Linked DNA regions of Rattus norvegicus: region 2 is linked to region 1. The links are chromatin contacts, called in public Hi-C maps. All regions are on one chromosome and are shown on one strand. The core of a region is the stretch at or near the end of the contact, and the rest is flanking DNA. Distances in the headings are between cores, read along the strand shown. Region 1 holds the start of Nup155 (nucleoporin 155). Region 2 holds the start of Nipbl (NIPBL, cohesin loading factor).

Region 1 (6,000 bases), core at 3,499-5,998:
CACTGTTATTATGACTAAAACACCCACAGAAACGTCTAAATAGTTTTAGCTGGAAGTTTTCTATAGAATGTGAGTGGATGTGTGTTCGTGTACACATGCTTGATTCTAGAAGGAGCGTCAGTTAGTGAATGCGAGTAACAGCTCAGCTGCATGAGCCCTTATGACGTTTCCTATCTCAATAGGGATAATATATATGACTCAAAACAGGCAACTGAATAACTGAAGTATGGAGTGTAAGTAAAACAACATTTACCTCTCAAGCCAAGTGAGCAACCGCTCTATTTAAGGAACACTGACTTGGGCCTTTATATGTTCTATATATTTAATTGGACACAAAGTCAAAAACCATGAAACAATCAAATTATCTTTTCAATACCTATCAGAATCCTAGTCCATAGAAATGCAAGGAAAAAGTCTTTAAAATGTCAGTTAAGGAACCATCACAAGGACCTACATGGTAGAAAAAATTTCAGATCTCCACATGTACACTGTGGTACACATTCACACACCTAAACCTCCTCCTCACATGTACACAAAAGAAATAAAATATAATAAAAAATTAAAGTACCAAATAATGGCTCAAAAATACCAGTGTATAGTCTTTTCTACAGACTACCAACCTGGAATTAATGCTTGCTTCTCAAGAGAAGTACTTCAGAAGCTGGGAACATTACTCAATGAGAGAAGGCTTGCCTAGCATGCATGAGACACTAGGTTTAATCCCCAGGACTGCAAACACTCAAACCAACAAAAAATAGCAAACAAACAAAAAAACAAGAGTGGTATTTTGTAGTGGGGAATGTAGCTCTGTGGAGTGCTTGCCATGAGTAGGCTCTGGCAGCACTAAGACCAAGAACCTTGTTCGAGAAATTGCTACAAACAGAATCCACGTGTGTGAATGAGTGTGCATGTGTGTGCATGTGTAGTCAGAGGTTGGTCAATGTTGGGTGTCTTCTCTCACTCTCTACCTTACTTCTGAGACAACCTCTCTCACGGAAGCTGAGTTCAGTGTTTTAGCTACATCAGCTGGCCAGTAAGACCCCAGCATCAGAGCTCAGGCTTTTGTTCACACAGCCAGCACTGAGCCACTGAGCCAGCTCCCCAGCCCCAGCCCACACTTCAACGCCCACCCCCACCACCAGGTGACTGCGGTGCACTGGCAAACACTGACTTCAGATGAGCACAACATGAGCTGCAACAGACAGTAGAGGTTAGGAGGGTCCCAAACCGGCCTTCCATACATACCCGTCTTCATAGTTCCACATGAATATGTCACTGTCAATTGTAAGCCAAGCTCTGCTGATAGGAGGGAAAACACCCATCATGCAGTTACACTGCATGTCTGAGGAAGCATGAATGTAAGGTGCAAAGAGTTCAACTATTGTTTTTCTCAATCTGTTCAATAGCTTTTGACTAAAACTTATGATTTAAAACAATCTTTTAGATTTACCACTCAGTGATATAGAGCTTGCCTGGTACCCATGAGGCTTCTGTCCACATTGCTATCTTTTCTCTTTCCCTCTCCCCTTAAAACACACACACACACACACGCACACACATCTATGTATGTGTTTTGTCCTCATGTCTATCTACGTACCATTTGTCTGCCCATGGAGACCAGAAGAGGGCACTGGAGCCCCTGGAACTGGAGTTACAGACAGTTGTGAGCCACTTAGGTGCTGGGCCTATAATGTGGGTCCTCTATAAGAACAGCCTGTACTCTAACTGCTGAATCTTCTCAGTTGCCAACAGTTTTCTTTTTTCTTGAGGCAGTCTCACTATTAGCTCAGGCTAGCCTGAAAGCTGCAATCCTTTTGCCTCATCTTCTTGACTGCTGAGGTGACAGGCATGTACCACCATATTTATTCATGCCAACTACTCCACTATCCATTCACTCTTGAGACAGGGTCTCACTATGTAGTTCTGTCTGTCTGTCCTAGACTCACTAATATAGACCAGGCTGGACCTGAACTCATAAAGATCCACCTGTCTCTGCCTCCTAAGTGCTAGGATTAAAGGTGTGCGCCACCACACAAGTGCTTATCTAACAGAAAGAAAACAAAGTACCCAGGCACTCTTATGTTCCAGATAACTCTTAAATAACTTACAAACATTATGTAAACATAGAGCAAGAATTATAATCATGAAAATGACTAACCTAACAGTTATCCAACTTCATTCAGTACGTGTGCTGCCGAAGCGAGCACAGTCTAATAGTTATCAACTAGCTAAATCCAAAGCAGTAGGATACGTCCAAACTGTTCAACCAGCTCAGGCGGGAGGGGAACTCTTCGGATGGTGCTGATCTCTGGAAGGCTCGGTACTGACAGTAGACCTGGTCCTTGCAGAGGGTAATCCATATCAGACATTCCAGAAACAGTAGGACTGTCTACAAAAATGATAAAAGCAAGCATTTATATACAACAATAAAATGCCACTCATTAACCAGAAATAGATAAGCAAGTCAAGTCACCCCAGTGCCTCTAAAGTCTCTGAAAAGAAGGAGTCCTGACCTGTCACAAGCTGGACCCAAGAAATCTCACTGTTACAGGATGGGACTGTTACTGGTTTCAAAACGAGAAAAAGTTATCAAGAGTGGGACTGAAGCTCAGCAGCTTTTGTCTAGAGACAATAATCCCTGGGTGTGACTCCCAGCTGAGCATAAAACAGAGCAGAGTGGCATATGCCTGTACTCTTAACTATCGGGAGGATTAGAAATTCAAGGTTAGGGCTGGAGAGATGGCTCAGCGGTTAAGAGCACTGACTCCTCTTCCAGAGGTCCTGAGTTCAATTCCCAGAAACCACATGGTGGTTTACAACCATCTGTAATGGGATTTGATGCCCTCTTCTGGTATGTCAATACTAACATTGGAAATGTAAATAAAGAAAATAACAAAAAAAAAAAAAAATACTGATTACTGAATCATGGGTATGCTGGCCCCAACATGGTTCACTTACATAACTGTTTCCCTCTTCACTGGGTTCTTTCTAAAAATAAATCTTAATCCAAAATACAATTTCAATAGAACAATGCTCATAGGAACTGCAGTGAAAATACAAAAGGGAAGAATAACCTCTTTGACGGTGAGACTCAGAATGGTTCAGAAAAATGTCAAAGAAACTAAAGACTTCCTTTTTTTGGAGCAGGGTCTAACTTTTTTGTTCTGGTCAGGTTGGAACTCACTAAGACGTAAAGACTGACCTCAAACTCAAAGAGATCTTCCTGCCTTTGCCCTCCAAGTGCTGAAATGAAAGGCATTCACCACCATGCCTGACTTAGAACTAGAGTCTTTCCCTAAGAACTGGGAGCCAGGCTTCAATGTCCATGCCTTTAACACAACACTTCCCCAGGCAAAGGCAGGCAGATCTCTTGGAGTTCCAGGATAGCCAGGGCCACACAGAGAAAACCTGTCTAGGAGGAGTCTGTTAGGCAGAGGGGAAAAAAATGCTAGAAGGGGATTAGTGTGAGAAGGAAAGCATACTAAAGAGATCACACATTTAAAGAGATCACACATTTAAGTGAAGCATGGTGGGAGGGGTGATGACGACACACGGACACACAAATCAAGACAACAGCAGTTAATAGGTCAAACTCATAAGGCAAGTTCATTTGTTAGCAGTTGTCAAGTTCAAAGAATAGCTTTGCTTCTGGTATTTTTCTTTTCAGTTTTTGACGACAGGGCTTTTCTGTGTAGCTTTAGTTGCTGTGGAGCTCCCTCTGTATGTAGACCAGCCTGGCCTGGAACTCACAGAAATCCTCCTGCCTCTGCCTCCCAAGGGCTGAGATTAAAAGAATGAACCACCACTGCCTGGCTGCTTCTAGTATTTCTGGTTTAATTAAAAAAAAAAACTCTTAATAGATTTTTATAAGTTCCTACACTTGTACTTTTGTCTACTTTCCATTGATTATTCTGTTTAAGTTACCCCCATTTTTTGCTCACAAGTCTCATCTATATCTTATATTTCTCTATTTTTCTCCAACTTTCATCTCACTAGAAACATTTTGTAGCAACTAATGCAACTCCACAAAGCTTTAGCTGGTTACAAGTTTTAAAGTTAAGGCAAATACTTCCAAGTTATCTCCTTTGTTGGCGGATATACTTTGTTCTATTCTCTGTCAGCCAAATTCTGACTCCTATATTTCTTTACTAGTCAATTCCAGAATCTCACGTGACATAACTGAGAGAACATGGCAGATTTCCAAATTTTAACTCATTTGCTTTTCTGAGTAGCTCATAATTGCAGCAAGAAATGTACAGAAATGGAATATGGACCAGGAGATTATTCTCATTTGGATTTAATGAGCTTGCTTTTACCTCTTCGAGTATCTACAGTCAACAAAGTGTAGACAAGACAAAATAAGCAATAAAGGTGGTTGCTGTTCGTCATATTTTCAAGAAACCGAGCCCTAATCTTTGAATATCCACGCGGGCACCAGTGTACAGAAAAGGACTAAGACCCCTGAATCGGACTAGAATCCTTTAGCGGGGAAACAGAGCGTCCAATCCAATGGACCGATCACTCACTTGGGGCCGACACCATGAGCAGCTCAGAAAGGTCCGGGTACATGCGGTCTTCTTGCAACTGTCGGTCGATAAGCCTCCCCGCATTTTCCAAAGCTTCTTGCAGGGAGGGGGCCGACGTAGAGGCCACCATCATCGAGCCCAGCATAGATGGCATGTCGACAATCGTCGTCACCGCGTTACAAAAATACTCCAAAGCCGCGAAGAGCCGTGAGAAAAACCAAGAGAACCCAAAATCCTCCTCTCGGACGCGCGCGCCAAACGAATAACTGGGCGCCAGATCATGACGCACTTCCGGTTCGTCCCTGAGACGCCGTTTCAGGGACGGAAAAAGGAAGCGGTTGAGGGTTGGACTTTGAGGAAGGAGCGAGAGAGCAGACTAGAGTTGAATTTGTAGATTGCCTGGGGTAGGGAGGAGGGGAAGGGGAGAGAGGTAAAGGAGAGGGGAGGGGACTGGAGGAGAGGGCTGGGCGGGGTAGGAAGGGGAAGGAAGGAGGAACTCCCAGGGCAGGAGTCTGCTGGTGGGTGCTTGCAGTCCGCTGTGCGGTGGTGACCTCGCGCGTGTTGATCCTTTGCCTTGAGCCCCACCCCCACTTTGGAATGCGGCGACTGCCTCTGCTTAAGAGTGCACACATCCATCCATTATCGTGGTTCCCTAATGACTTCTAACAAGAGTTAGAAATTGGTCCCGATTCTAGAAACAGATTACCTCTGAGCCAAAAATTCACAGCATTTCAAACAATAGGGTGAATTAAAAGTTCATTGGATTTTTTTCCATGTGCATATCTCTGTCATTGGCTTTGTGGTCAATCACTGTGAAATCTTTTGTGTTGGAGGTCACCATTGGGGAGTGTCTCACGCCTGTTAATACTCGTACTTGGGGGGCTATGGCAAAAGGATTACTGTGAGTTTACTTGGTGAGTTCATGTACAGAATGTGATCCTGATCTCGAACAAAACAAAAACGGGGTCAGGGAGGGAGATTATTGTGTGATAGGTGGAGCCGGGAATTTGGGAAGTGGAGGCAGGAGGATAAGGAGTTAAAGATCATCCTCGGCTGTGTTGCAAGTTTGTAGTAAACTTGAGACTCTGTCTCAAGAAAAAGAAGAAAAGAAGTATTTGCTGTTGCTGTATGCTTTTACCCAGGTTGCCTTGGGAGGGCACTCATCTAATTCATCTGTTCTCATCTCAAAGTACAAGGATTGATAATTAAATAATGTATGCATTCAACAGATCATATAATTCTAGGAAACTGAATAGGTACTGTGTCGAGCACCATGCCTACTGTTGGGAATAACAAACTAAGACACTTTTGCAGAGACAAAGTAAATGAATCATGAAGTCCAGACATAGAGGCACACTCCTGTAATTGGAAGCCAGACTGGGCTATGTACTGAGACCTTTTGAAGAATCAGCCTGCCTTCATTTTAGGCTTAAAAGCCATCTATAATAAAAACAAACAAGCTTTGTTCCTGTTT
Region 2 (5,947 bases), core at 2,389-4,888, 360 kb before region 1:
ACATTTAAAAATCTTTAAATACTGTTGTGTTCCTTCTGTAATTCATTGACTAAAAATACAAATGGGAATATACATGAACACTTTCAGCAAACTGAGTCAAGAAACTCACTCCCTTAATGCAAGGTGCAAGTCAACTGATTTTCGAGCTAACGATGTAGAAGCAAAACAAACTAGCAGTGTTGAGAAAGACAGGTGTTAGGCAAATAGACAACCAAAATCAAGAAACCCTCACCACTACTGGAGTAACTGAGTCCACGGAACATCTCAGTTTGGAGCCACTGTGTGATGGAAGGACTGAGGTCAATCTGAGCCATATAGTGAGGGCCTGTCTCAATATAAGAAGGTTCTTAAGTTTAGGCAAGCAAAATACTTAATTGATTTTATGAAGAAATACTCATAAACACTGAAATTATTTAATTCTGTTATCAGAAAAACCTTCAAAGGAAGTGAGCCCTTGCCGGCTTCCATTCCTTATTTTATATGAGGTGCCTAGGAAAGATCTAATTAGCACCTAATAAATCTTCAGTAGGGTTTGAGGGAATAAATTAAAGTTATTAATTTTAGGTGCTGGGAAAATTGCTCGGTCGGTAAACTGCAAACCCGAGAAGCTGATTTCAGTCCCCAGCAAGCTGGACACAGTAGTGGACATGGTGGCACATACATGTAATCAAGGCACTGGGAAGCTAAGAGCGGTGGATCCCTGGGAATTTTAAACTACCTAGTTTACTCTACTCACAGACCCCCAACTCCCAGGAAGAAACCGCTTACAAAGTAAGGTGGACAGCTTCTTTCACACATAAACATGCACACACAAAATTATATTAGTTTAGCTTAAATGCCAAGATTTTGTACCAAACAGCATTTTGTACCTGAAGCACGCAAAATCAGTAGCTCACCAGCAACATTCAAGAAAGGATAAATAAGTCTGCTTCCGTGGGAAAACGGAATTTTGAAACTTCATGAAGAACGTTCTAAGCCACTTGTAAGTTCCTTGAATCTTTTCTCAAACTTAATTAATACCGAGCAGATTATTGACTATATCAAATAATAATAATTTATGCTACTGGGTATAAGAGAGCTACTAAAACAGTATTCTTGTCTAAAAATTCTGAAAATGTAAAACAAAACATTCTGTAGATGTAAGAATAAGAAACAGAAGTAAAGGCTTCTCTGTACGGCTTCCAGTCTACTGCTAAATTAAATTTATAAGACCTACTCTTCCAGCTACTAGGAAATAAAATTTCTTACATTTGTACTTTTCAAAAATCACTTTCAGTTAATGAGTATACCAAGTGCTACAACAAGGTAACTAGATCTAAAGAAACATCAACCCCAATGGTGAAGAAAATACCAACAGTAGGCTAACCCTCATCTTCCGTAGAACCTGTATTTCAGAAAACTTAAAAAATAAATCCCTCTAGCTTTTGCTTTGACAGCATAATTAAGTAGTAACCAAAGTTCCCATGTGTAGGTAGTCCTTTATACCAGGCTCACTAACCTCTGAAACATACACCCTCTGAATCACAGTGCCTGCCTGGCATACATTATGTCACCATTAAATACTTGCTGAATGAACTTTTCCAATAGTACTGTATTTGAGCTGAGCCAACCAAATTCTTAGACTTCGGTTCAGTCAAAATAGCATGTATTTTGCAAAGGGGGTGGGGAGGGAGGGAGGCAGGATTAAGAATGCAGTTTTGTGAGTCACTAGAGCAATATGAATTAGCCCACTAGGGGCAAGGCCACGTGATCAACAAATGCCCGGGCCTCTGCCATGCCATCTAGAGAAACCTAAAAGCCATCATCTTTATGAGCTTTCCAATGTCTAGAAGAGAGCTTTCTCCTGACCTCTAATAAACTTACCTCGATTCCATCTATACATTTTTCTAGTTTTCACCATCTTTCATAAAAGTTCTGTTAGGTATATATAAGCTCATATTAAAGGGTAGAGTTTAGAAATGTCAGAGGCATTCACAGTGCGCGATGCAGAGCACCTGCGAAGGGAAGCTAAACTTCATTTCCTGAAGCCCTGAAGGCTACTGGGGAAAGAGTAAGACAAGATAGAAAGCCCTGAGGATAAAATAAGAAGGAAGCCACCAACCGGGAAGGTAAACAGAAGCGCTGGAGGCACCCAGGTGACATTTGAGCAAAACCCTGAAGATAAGGGCGCCGCAAGTCCTATGGTCACAGTTCTATTTGCACGGATACCAAGTCCCGACCTTTTCCCCCACTCGCAGGACTCCTTGGGCCGAGGTCACCGCCCTGACTTAACTACCTCTGGTCGCGATAGTCATCTAGTGTCTGGAGAGCAGGAATGACAAAATCTTTAACACTTAACCCCCAGTGACTTCTAAAGCAAACGAATAACCTGTAGGCGAGCTGTCCCATACTTCTTGCATATCTGTGCATATACAAGTAAACGATTAACGCTGACAACTTACTTTATTAAAAAAATAGCATGGTTCCTCCTCAGTAAAATCTGCTTACCTACTGGCACTTTTTACCTGAAGAATAAGCCCCCTAACAATTTATACAAAAGAGAGAGAGAGAGAGAGAGAGAGAGAGAGAGAGAGAGAGAGAGAGAGAGAGAGAGAGAGAGAGAGAGAACAGTGTGGCGATGAAATGACCTCCTGTTTTACAGTAAGACACTACGAACGGGCACGGTACTCTGTGCGTGTTCACATTTTGTACTCCAGCCTTGTCCAGAGCCTCTGAGTTTTCAAACATAAAGAAGAAAACGACGTTTTGAAGTGCGCCGGTCTCCGAGCTCTGGTGTCCGGCGTCCGGATGGCCTGGGCTCCACCCACAACCTAGATCGCAGCGCCAGAGCTACCCGCTCCTCGCTCGCACAGCGTCGCCTACAGGCCTTATCCCGACTACCAGGGAGGCATCAAAACCATCGCCAAAAGGGGGAAAAAGAGGCAAGTCCAGCAGCACCCGCATATTTCCAGAATTAATGCACCACCACCACGATCACGATTCCAACTCAGCTAGGCTGGGAGCCTTCACCTCCTAGGACTGTGGTCTTCGTAGAAATAACACAGACAGATATAGGGTCCGGCCGCCCCCGGGACGGGGTCGGAGAGGGTGGGCGTTCGATCCATCCATCACGGCTGCAGGAACCCCGCTTGAAAGGTGCACCGTCGGCATCCACGGGCTGGCCGCCTGAGTTCGGCTTCCCCCGGGCTGATGCCCGCGAGTCAGGGAGAGCAGCGCGGCTTCGACTCGCCGCCTTCTGGGGCCTATGAGACCCGGAGCGCCTGAGAGAGGGAGATCCCGGCCTCACGCCACCACACCGGACCAGAGCCCTGCTGCTGTCGCCTCCAGGAAAAAATCAAGCCGGTCACCCGAGCAGCGGCGTAGACGCCACCTTGCAGGAGCGACACCACAGGCAGTATCCACGGCCGTCCAGAGCAGGGCAAGGGCACTGAGAAGAACCGCCGCTGCTGCTGCAGCTGTCGCGGCCGCTGCCGCCGAACCTCCGGGCCCGCGGGAGCCGGCGCGCGGAGGCAGAGCTGCGAGCCCGAGTGGCGGCAGCAGCAGCGGCGGCGGCGGCGGCGGTGGCGGAAGTGGAGTAGGGAAGAGGGGGTGGTTGTTAGTGTTTGGCGCCGGCGGAGGGAGTCATTCCTGCAGCTGCACTTCCGGTCGGCATTTTGTTCTGAGAGGGAGAGACGGAACGAGAGAGAGAGACACACACACAGGGCTCCTTCCCCCCGCCCGCCCTCCCCCCCCTCCCTCCGTCGGTACCGACTCACCCGACACCACCAAGCCGCAGGGAGGGACGCCCCCGCCGACAGGAGGATTGGTTCCTGGGCCCGCGGCGATGCCCCCCCGGTAGCTCGGGCCCCCGGTCGGGTGTTTGTGAGTGTTTCTATGTGGGAGAAGGAGGAGGAGGAAGAAGAAGAAGCAGCGATTTGTCTTCTCGGCTGGTCTCCCCCCGGCTCTACATGTTCCCTGCACTGAGGAGACGGAAGAGGAGCCGTAGCCACCCCCCCTCCCGGCCCGGATTATAGTCTCTCGCCACAGCGGCCTCGGCCTCCGCTCGGATTCAGACGCCGATTCGCCCAGGTAAATTCCTGCTCTTTATTTCGGCGGCGGCGGCGCCGGCGCCAGGTCCTCAGCGTTTCTCCTCCTCGCTCCCCTCCCCGCCGTTTCCTCAGCGGCCCCAGGTCTCTTCCACGGGGCGAGTCGAGAGTTCGCTCCTCTCCGGCGGCAGCCACCCTGGGTGGCGGCGGTTTTTGTACCCTCTCCCGGCCGGCTTCGGTGACGGGGACCGGGCTCCTGCCGGGCGGCCGGGGAGGCGTAGGCCCGGCGGAGAGTGCAGGCCGCGGGCCAGCGGAATCTACTTGAGCTCGGGGATTAGGAGAGCTCCGGGCTGAGCGGAGCGACTGCTGGTCGGTGACAGGCCTCGCCCGGGAGAGGAGCCGTAGCTAGTGAGGAGGCGGAAACAATACAACTATCAGCAAATGTGCCCCGATCGTCCCCATATTTACAACTTTCCCGGTCCGGGAGTGGGGAACGTCCCAGTGAAACAAACAACCCCCCTTCTTCCCCCTGTGACCCCATGAAGGGAGGAAGTAGTTTCAGTTAGTGAAACAAATGTAAATACTCAGACACGGCTACAGTGGTAATTCTCTGCAAAACTTGTTTGGACGTTGGAAAGTTAATAAAGACTCGTTTTCTTTGTAAAAGGATTAAACCGTCCACATGTATATTTAATACAGAAAACCATAGCGCTGTGCACACTGCACATCCTCGCCCAGGAGCTTTTATGTTGTTTGACAGTGTGTGGTTGCACATGGACTTTTTATTCAAAGACCCAAGTATAAAGAACTTGACAGGTTTACTCCGACACTTTGTATTTGTATGTTGTTATGTAAGGATAATTTTAAATGACTACATAAAACTCTCTGATACTTTCTAGCCTAAACGTGTGCAGGCATACAAAGAATTCTAAGTGTTTTGAGCTTATGCCGAGATAAGGATGAAACCTATTTTCTTTCAGAGGATAGAAATTAAGTTACACTTAGAATCTTTGGGAGGTTTAAAGCGAGACACACAGACACACACACACACACACACACACACACACACACACACACAAGGTGCCATCCTTTCTTGTCAGGGCAGATCTTCTTGAGTCCCAGGATTGTCATTGGCTGTTTGTACTATGATGTTTGACTGTGTAATGAGCGAGGTGTCATTTTAATAGGTCAAATGTATCTGTAAATGCTGGAGAAAAATATCAGTTCTGTATCTTAACAAGTTCTAGTTCACGAGTAAGTTAGATGTTGGGAGCTTGTTTCTGGCGGCTTTGGGAATGGAAGTTAGTGAAAGACGGAAATACCTTTTTTAAAGTCCTCAGACTTATAAATTGCACAGAAAAAGAAATGTCCCGTTTGATACTTTGTTTCATATTCGCCGAAGGAAAACTCATTTGTTAAAAGGAAGCAACACTGTTCAATAAGGTCCTTTCTTTTAATAGTAGTGGTTAAAATATTGGTTTAAATATTCCGTGCATTAAGTTTTCGTCACTGTAGAATAAATAACTTTTCTGCGGGTTACTTTGGAGTTTAACATGCTGCTTACAAAAAATTGCTCCACCTTTCCTGCAAACGTATGGATACATGTTTAAAAGAGTGAAGTTAATATAGCTGTCACGTACTAGGCATGTTTTTAATGCTATAAATCCGTGTAGTAGTCAGTAGCGTGTCCGTGATTTGTATTGGTCCGGGAGCAGTTTGAATTTTAAAAAGCCTGGAGCTCCTGCTGAGCCCCAATCCCGGCCTCCCTCCCTCCCACTAATCTCCCATTCCTGTCTTTGTGCTGCCTGCTCCTGTTAGACTCTGTTTGCTACGGGGCCTCAGGCCTACGGGGGTGAAGGGGGGGGTGTAGTGGGGGGTATGCCAGGAGGGAATGCTGAAGTGAGGAAGACTTCCCGTCTTGA

The links. A called contact is a pair of places that touch in the nucleus more often than the background predicts.
Region 2: a contact with region 1 is called in a Hi-C map of liver, with 4 times the contacts expected there. The contact joins the promoter of Nipbl here to the promoter of Nup155 in region 1. A contact is called at or near these places in 2 of 12 Hi-C or Micro-C datasets (both in liver).

The regions. Positions count from the first base shown.
Region 1 is chr2:58,927,350-58,933,349 of GRCr8, reverse strand. It overlaps Nup155 (nucleoporin 155), which reads right to left and starts at 4,748. Exons shown (of 35, transcript NM_053952.2): 1 at 4,527-4,748; 2 at 2,252-2,389; 3 at 1,246-1,342. The coding sequence starts at 4,680.
Region 2 is chr2:59,290,968-59,296,914 of GRCr8, reverse strand. It overlaps Nipbl (NIPBL, cohesin loading factor), which reads left to right and starts at 3,638. Exons shown (of 46, transcript NM_001427698.1): 1 at 3,638-4,068.